Linked DNA regions of Mus musculus: region 1 is linked to region 2. Evidence: chromatin contacts called from public Hi-C data. All regions are on one chromosome and are shown on one strand. Each heading gives the region's core, a stretch centred on a gene start, on an enhancer-like site or on the middle of the called end of the contact. The rest is flanking DNA. Distances are from core to core; before and after follow the strand shown.

What was found. A called contact is a pair of places that touch in the nucleus more often than the background predicts.
Region 1: a Hi-C map of CD4 T cells shows a contact between it and region 2, with 4 times the contacts expected there. The contact joins two enhancer-like sites.

The regions. Positions count from the first base shown.
Region 1 is chr9:61,969,505-61,973,502 of GRCm38.p6, reverse strand. It overlaps Paqr5 (progestin and adipoQ receptor family member V), which reads left to right. Exons shown (of 8, transcript NM_028748.2): 4 at 672-877. Among named protein-coding and RNA genes, the nearest start is that of Gm35152, 5.2 kb to the left of the region's middle. Within about 2 kb of position 2,277, at least 33 of the 459 cell types and tissues checked have an H3K27ac peak or open chromatin away from gene starts, as enhancers often do.
Region 2 is chr9:61,222,273-61,226,462 of GRCm38.p6, reverse strand. No RefSeq gene overlaps it. Among named protein-coding and RNA genes, the nearest start is that of Gm34105, 18 kb to the right of the region's middle. Within about 2 kb of position 1,297, at least 45 of the 459 cell types and tissues checked have an H3K27ac peak or open chromatin away from gene starts, as enhancers often do.

The DNA of each region.
Region 1 (3,998 bases), core at 1,028-3,527, 750 kb before region 2:
TCTGCAGTGCTCTCAGCTCCCAACACCCAGTCAGGCTCTCAGATGACCCACTCTAAGAGCACTGGGGACAGCCTAGGGAAATCTGCCTCTGGGACACCCCAAGTAAGCAGGATGAGGCATGATCTTTTGTTGATAAAAGGAAAATCTCGGAGGAACAGCAAATAGCTTATGCTAGACAATAGGAAAAGATCACACTTGTAGCCAGAAATGCTCTGTGACCCTTCTTCAGTTACTGGATAAAGAGACTTGCGGAGTCCCCATTCTCGATAGACATTGTGGGAAAAGGAACCTTGCTCTCTGGTAGTGGTTTGTGGAAGGAAGGGGTTGCGTATGGCTAGAGGCCATGCAAATATGACTTAGAAGAGCCTGTCCAATACTCAGAGCTAGCATGAAAGGAGATGAGACCCTTATTCTTAGAGGTATGTAAGCTGAGACTGGAGAGTCTGGGAAAGATGCTGTTGGGGAGAGTCTATCCCCAAGGACTGTCTTCTTACCCTGCTTGTCTGTCCCCAATTCACTGCTTCAAGTCAAAAAGGCACACCCTCACCACAGCCTCTCTAGTATATGTTATTGTAATTTAAGTGAAGCTTGACGGGATGGGCCATCTCCCAGTGGGGCGGAAGGCAGACAACAATCACGCGGGGACTGAGTGGGTGCATGCTTTGTTCTAGGTTCTTTGTGTGGAGGTTCATGACTGCACTCTATGTGACAGACATCCAGAATGACAGCTACTCGTGGCCGATGCTTGTGTACATGTGTACCAGCTGCGTGTACCCCCTCGCCTCCAGCTGTGCACACACATTCAGCTCTATGTCCAAGAACGCCCGGCATATCTGCTATTTTCTGGACTATGGTGCCGTCAATCTCTTCAGCCTGGGTACGTGAGGCTCCGCCCTTCTGTGCCCCCCCCCCAGACTACCACCAGTCTCCCTTGAGATTTGATGGGTTTTGGGGGAGAGTCATGAGGATGTAGGAACTCTGCCGTGGGTTCTGTAAAATGCTTGTTCATCCTGTGCTCTCTGTGGTGTGCCCTGATCTGTAGCCTTTGCCAATCCCTGTGGTGTAATTGCTCCTTCTTTGGCTCCTTGCCTGTTCCCTGGGAGAAGCCTAGAGGCACCCTCACTACATAGGAACTCCATCACACAGGTCTATGTGCTAAGGACTTAGGACTTCAGTTACGGTGATCTTACGTTAACTTCACTGATGGCCAGGATTAACCACAGGGTTAGAAGGACTTTGAAATGTTCCTAGTTTGGCTCTCAAAGGCCACCGTGGGCTGACCCCAGCATACCAGGGCTGGCATCTGCTATACTTGGTAGAGAAAACATCCCGTCACAAACATTGGCCCAGAGGCTTCGAGGCCCCACAGACTCGCCCACCCGGCCCCGAGGTGCTGCAGGAGAGGAAGAACTGCTGGTGCTCTGACTGCTGGCTGGTGCCGCTCCCATCCTCATTGGCCCTTTTTTTTCCTAAGAAGCCCCTCCTCCTGCTTTTCTCCTCCACAGGGTCATTCATCTGTCCCCTGGGATGCTGGTGCTGGCATCTTCCTCCCTCCTGGCCCCACTCTAGCTGTGAGAGCCAGCCATTGTATCTTTTCCTGCAAGAGTTTGTCCAGGAGGAGGCTACCCTCATCCTTTCCCCTCTTCTTTTTCACAAGTATCTACATGCATCTCTCTCTCTCTCTCTCTCTCTCTCTCTCTCTCTCTCTCACACACACACACACACACACACACACACACAAACACACACACACACATACTGCTCAATGCTCCACTGTCCAGTTCTCTCCAATCATTAAAACAAAAATGGTTGCCACGGCCCCATCCCCATCGTGTCCTCCCTCCTCCCACCCCTGTTCTCGTCCGTTTCCAGTTCTTTCCTCACCTCTACCCCATAGCTGGGCTCACTCTGAGTTGTCAGTAACTCAGAATTAACGTGGGGCTTTTTCTCTAACATGCCCAGCAGCAACCTCCCATCTCTGGACACGGGGCCCCTAAACCTTATCTTCAAACACTGGATATGAAGCTGATCCTGAGGCCGGGGCCGACTGAGTCTTCTCCTCACCCCTGTCCCCACTTGGCCTAGCCCTGCCCTTCTTCTCAGGTCCCTGGTTAGGGGTGCCACTTTCTGCTTGCTCAAGTCAGAACTCTAACAATAAGCTTCGGTTCCTCCTCCCCACCTCTACTTCCCATCCTGTCTAATCAGTGATCAGACTCAGGCTGTCCCATGAACCTTCACTGCCGGCTGAGCTCAGACCTGGAGCTTCTCAGAGGCTCTGCCCTGCAGATCCACCATGTTGCCTGCGAGGTTCCTGACTCATTTCCTGCCAGGCCACTGTGTACCACTGGAAGGCTTTCAGGCTTCATATTACCTGAGATGTGGTCTAATCCCTCAACCCAGTGGCTTCCTGAAGGATCTCTCTCTGTCTCTGTGTGTTTCTGTCTCTGTGTCTCTGTCTGTCTCTGTCTCTCTGTCTCTCTCTCTTTCTCTCCTTTCCTTTCCGTTCCTTCTCCCTCCCCTTCTCTCCCTCTACTTTCCTTTCGTTTTGAGACAGGGCCTCGAACTGGCTAATGTAGCCAAGAACGATCTTGTCTTCTGACCGTCCTGTCTCCATCTTCTGAGTGCTGGGAAAACAGGCATGTGCCTCTAGGTTGCTTTATGCAGTGCTGGGCACGGGACTCAGGGCTGTGTGCGTGCCAGGCTCGCTCTCTACCAGCTGAGCTGCTTCCTGGGTTCTAGTAAAAGTGAGCATTTGGAGTCTGTCTGTGTGCCACACGTGTGGGTGCCTGTGGAGGCCAGTCCTCTGGACCTGGAGTTGCAGGTGGTTGTTGGCTGACTGATGTGGATGGCGGGAATGGAACTCTAGCTCTTTGGTCCCTCGGATACATATTTAATGTGGCACTCAAGAGATCCAGATTCTGCCTGGTGCCACCTGAATCCAAATCAGTCTTAGAAGAACTTAGCTTCCTCAAGGCTCATTCTCTATAGCAGAATGTAGGAGGGTTATGAACAAACTTAATGCTTTTGAGTCTGAATCCGTCTCGCAGGGTAGCAATTGCTGTGATTGGCAGTGATCACCTTTACCTGACCTATCTCAAATACCCATCTCCCACAGGACCCCTAGAGGCTCAGGTCAGCTTTCTTCCTGCTGTATTTTCAGGTGGGCCTGAGGCCCCTTTACTCTTGCATTGGACGTAGCACTTGGTGCACATCTTAGCTCTGGATCAGCATCAGTGGTCCAGACAGCTCCCTGAGCACTGGGTCTGCAGCCGGGTTCCCTGGTCCCCTGGGGCAGAGCTCCTTGGGTGAGCTCTCATGGGAACTCTGCACCTTGCTGGGAAGGTGCTACTCAACCCTCTCTGCCCACACCTGTGTTTGTTTACATGTGTGTGGAGGTGAGGGGGCCTTGGGTGGCCTTTAGATGGCTTGCATTTTTGTTTGAGACAGATCAGTCACTGGAAAGTCTTAGACAAGGATGCCTGGCTAGGGAGCCTAGGGGTTTCCCTAACCACCTGTGCCTGCCTCTCTGGCACTAGGGTACAAGTGAATACCACCAAGCTGTGGTCCTTTGTCCCTGTGTTCGGCTTCACTAGAAGATCCTCCTGTGGAATGGGAGAAAAGCCCAAAGTTGAATCTGGCCTGTCTCTACCTGTAGCTGTGAATCCAAGGTTCTTGGTGGACTAAGACAGTGGTCCCAACCCCATCCGAGGCAGGATGGATGCCTCTTTCATAGGGGTCACCTCAGACAATTGGAAAAACAGATGTTTACATTATGAATCAAGACAGTAGCAAAATTACAGTTATGAAATGACAATGGAAATAATTTTATGGTTGGGGAAGCCAGCATGGTGTGAGGAATTAAAGGGTCACAGCATTAGCAGGGTTGAGAACCACAGTATTAGAGTAACAGATGGAATGGGGCCAGATCCAGCCTCTTCCATAGGTAAGGGTGCAGGGCCCAGCCACACCAAGATGGGCAGTAATAGTTCTGTCCAACC
Region 2 (4,190 bases), core at 48-2,547:
TGCTGCCATGGCCACGTAGCAGAGCTGTGTAGTGAGGTCTTGGGGTAACCATTTCCTGCTGGTCTGGACTCTTATGATCAGTGCTCTTCCCAAAAGGGGCTTGTAGGCACTGTGTCTCTGAGTCTGAGGTGTCATGGTTGTTCTAATTCATCCCCAACCTCAGCCAACTGTCACCAGAAAGGCACAGCCTGAGGTCTGTTGATGCTTCACCTTGCCACCTTTAAAGCCCAAGGTAGCAGGAGGCCTGGTTTTTTAGTGAAGGCCAGGCAGACTGTTGGCCCTTGTGGGCAGCCTGTGCTGAGAACCAGGTAGTCCAGGGGTTGTGCTACTCTCTTGGCTACTCATGCATAGCTGTGTCTCTGCTTGGGAATTTCCCACCCAAGTCTCTGAGAGCCGTCACTTGTCTTTTTGCTTCCCCTGTAGTCAGAGCACAGTGACCCCCCCCCCCAAGGGTAGTTATCCACAGTCCATGTTGTGAAGTGTGCCAGTTGAGACAGTGCCCTTGGGCAGTCTTGTAACTTACCTTTAGGGTTGAGTTCTGGTTATAGAGCCTCCAGATCTGTTTCTCTTCTCTTCTCTTCTCTTCTCTTCTCTTCTCTTCTCTTCTCTTCTCTTCTCTCTTTCTTTCTTTCTTCATATATTTTATGGTTATAAATGTTCTGTCTTCATGCACATCAGAAAGGGGAAATCAGATCCCATTACAGATGGCTGGGAGCCACCATATGGTTTCTGGGAATTGAACTCAGGACCTCTGGAAGAGCAGCTGATGCTCTTAACCACTGAGCTACCTTTTCAGCACAGGTCTGGGTTTCTTATTTATGCAGAGGTTGACTGTGAGATTAACTGAAAGTCCTTTATAAAATTCTCTTCTTAAATGGAGTGAATTAGTTTCCTCTGTTGTGTGTGTGTTTGTGTGGGTGTGGGTGCTCGCACACATAAAATGAGGATGTTCGTGTGAGAGGGGAGTCAGTGCTAGAGGCAGGTGGATTTGAGGTTGAATTGTGATACCATGTTGGAGGCACTCAAAGAAACCAGAAATTTCCACATCACCATGGTCTTCCTGTTACCTGCTGTCTCTCCTCCTCTTTGTCTTGGTATAAGCTTCAGGCTTGTGACACCCATCTGGTTGGACCTGGACAGCACCAACCATAGCAGGAGGGTAGTCAGATGGACAGACACTGAGGAGTCACCAGATGGCTTCTGTGAGCTCAGCCCTTTGTGCCCAGGTCTATATCAAACCCCGTGTAGGAAGCTCAGACCTTGAAGGAGGGGACCTCTGCCAATGTCTTGTGGTTAGCCACAATGCTCTGCCCCACAGTAAGACTGTGAGCAGCCTGACTGAAGGCCAGCTGCTCTGAGCACTTCCCACCGTTCTACACCACACTGGAATTAGACAGTAAAGGACACCTGCAGCCCAAAGAAGAGATGATAGCCTCACTAGTCTCTGGACTAGAGAGTCTAGGCATTTGTGTTAGTGTACACACACACACACACACACACACACACACATAACACACACACACATGCTCATGCTTACATGTATATATATATATGTGTGTGTGTGTGTGTGTGTGTGTGTGTGTGTGTGTGTGTGTTTGTGTATATGGAATACTTACATCATGGTATCCAACCTCTTAAAGAAATTTTATTTATGTGTGAGCATGCATGTGTGTGTGTATGTGTGTATGAGGGGGGTATATGCATGATGAGAGCACATGTACATGTAGAGGTTAGAAAGCAAGTTAATGGCATTGGTTCTCACCTTCTACCTTTTCCAATAGGTTCCAGGGACCAAACCCAGGCCATCATGCTTGCAGTGTGAGATGGCAAGTGCCTTCACCTGTTTTAACAATCACCTGGTCCAGGGTCTAGCCCTTGAGCATCACTATAGTAATATCATCTACAAAGGTCATGCTTGAGAACTGCATGACTGAGGTAAAAAAAAATCTCATAATGATTTGAGCTTAGGATTTTGTGTTGGGCTTCATTCAAACCTGTCCTGAACCACACTCTCCATTCTCCATCTGAGGCTCCCAGCTCTGGCTTTGCTATAACCTTTCCAGCCCAGAGTGTAGAGGGATAAGGAACCTGACTGTTCTAGGCAGGAGGGCAGCTGGGCTTTGTCCTAGACTGGTTAATATTCATTGTCAAGTTCTTAAGTTCCTTTGTTGGGTATTTGGCCCCAGTGAACAGAGTTATTTAGTAGTCCTTGAGAGTCACTGATACCGAGGGTGGTCTTTATTCCTCTAGTCTGTTCTCCTGTGTCTGCAGATGTCCAGACAGCCTCTCTTCATCTCTGTGGCACCAAGACCACATAGCTGTCTAACAACGTGTGCGTGTGTGTCGCATGTATGTCATGTGTGTGTGTGTGTTTGTGCGCGTGCATGTGAGAGAGAGAGAGAAAGAGAGAGAGACAGAGACAGAGACAGAGACAGAGACAGAGACAGAGACAGAGACAAAGACAGAGAGAGCACCTGAATACAGCCATGTGTGCTTAAGGATAAATGAGTGTACATATGAGCTTCCAAAGGTGGTTGTGGAACCCTGTGTATGCTTTCATGTTGGAATGTGACTTTATTTGAGCCTCGATATAGCAGCACCATTGGCTCCTATGTTCTTTCTGAAAGTTTGTCTTACTGTGAAGGTAGATGAGGTCCTGGGTTGGCTTTGGGCCTGGGGACTGCAGGCCTGTGAGGACAGTGACAGATGAAGCCCCCCCACCCTGTGCCCATGCTGACAAGCCTACACCCAAGCCAACAGGGCTCTGCCCATTCCTTCCAACTCTTCCTCAGGTTTTCTGTATCTGATGCCACTTTCCCAGTTACTCATACTGAGAGAAGAGCAGCTATCACGGTGGCCTTGTCCTTTCATCTGAGCCTGCAGGTCTATTTTAGTAGACTAGGTAGCTATTGAAAATTTAACTTTAATAGTTGTCTCAGTTTTATTTCTGCTGCTAAGTACCGTGATAAAATACTGTGACAGCAGGCAAGTTAAGGGAGAAGGGTTTTATTTTTGCTTACAATTCCAGGTTGCGGTCCATCATTGCAGGAAAAACTCAGCTTGAGAAAACTCGTCACATCAATCATCAGTCAGGAGCATAGAGAAATGAATTCATGTATGCCTGCTGCTTGCTTGTGCTCAGCTCAGCTTTTCTCTCTTTTACAGTTCAAGAATTCTGCCAAGGGAATGGTGCCACCCTTAGTGGGCTGGTTCTTCCCTTATCAGTTAATTTAATTAAGACAATGATGTTCAGACACCCTCACAGACCAACTTGATCTATATAATCTCTCTTTGAGACTCTCTTAGGTGATTCTAGGTTGCGTTAAGTTGACAGTTAGGGTCAACCAGCCCAATAACATTAAAGACTCCAGTTTCCTAATTCGGATGGACATACTGTGTGTGTGGTTGCTAGTTCCTGTGTTAAACTTTGTGGGCTGGGAACAGCTCCATCACAGCAGGTACCTCTATGGGACAGACTTGCCTCTCACACCTCCCTGACCTTTGGTTGGTGCTCTAAAACCTACAGGATACTAGACTCCCTGAATCTGCTGTGGAAGCCTTCTCCAGGCTCATCCTGGAATTCCCTCCGCCTCCTCCCAGGACGTCCCCAGCCTGCCCTGCTTCATACTGCTGTACTACGGGCCTCTTTGTCTCCTCCAGGAAGGAGCCAGGCCTACTGATTCATTTCTTTCTTATGCACATCTCTTTCTTCTTTCTGGCTGTCCTGGTTCTACTGGAGGTCTGCTTTGTCCTCCCCGAAACCCCCTAGTCACCTGTCATGAAGGCTTTTGCTGCTCCCTCCTCTCCTCTTCCTGCTTTGCTAGAGAGATGCTAATTGCACCTGCAATTACCTAATTGCCATGGCAATTAGCCAGTTGCACTCTATTTTGAAGGTGCGAATGGCAAATTGCAAGCGCGCGCGCGCGCGCGCGCACACACACACACACACACACACACACACAATTTCCACTACCATCCCCCTCCAGAAATTTCCACCCAACTGTGCCCAGAGATCTTAACCTCAGCACCCCAAACCCAGGGGAGAGGCCAGAGATGGTAAGAGCGTAAGTGGGGCATGAAGTTCTTCTAGCAGGTGGGGCGGGCCCCAGTCTATGGGGTTTTCCTGAAGCAATGAACAGCCTCTCCAGCACAGAACAAGGCCAAGCTGGCAGCTTTAATTGTAGTGATTT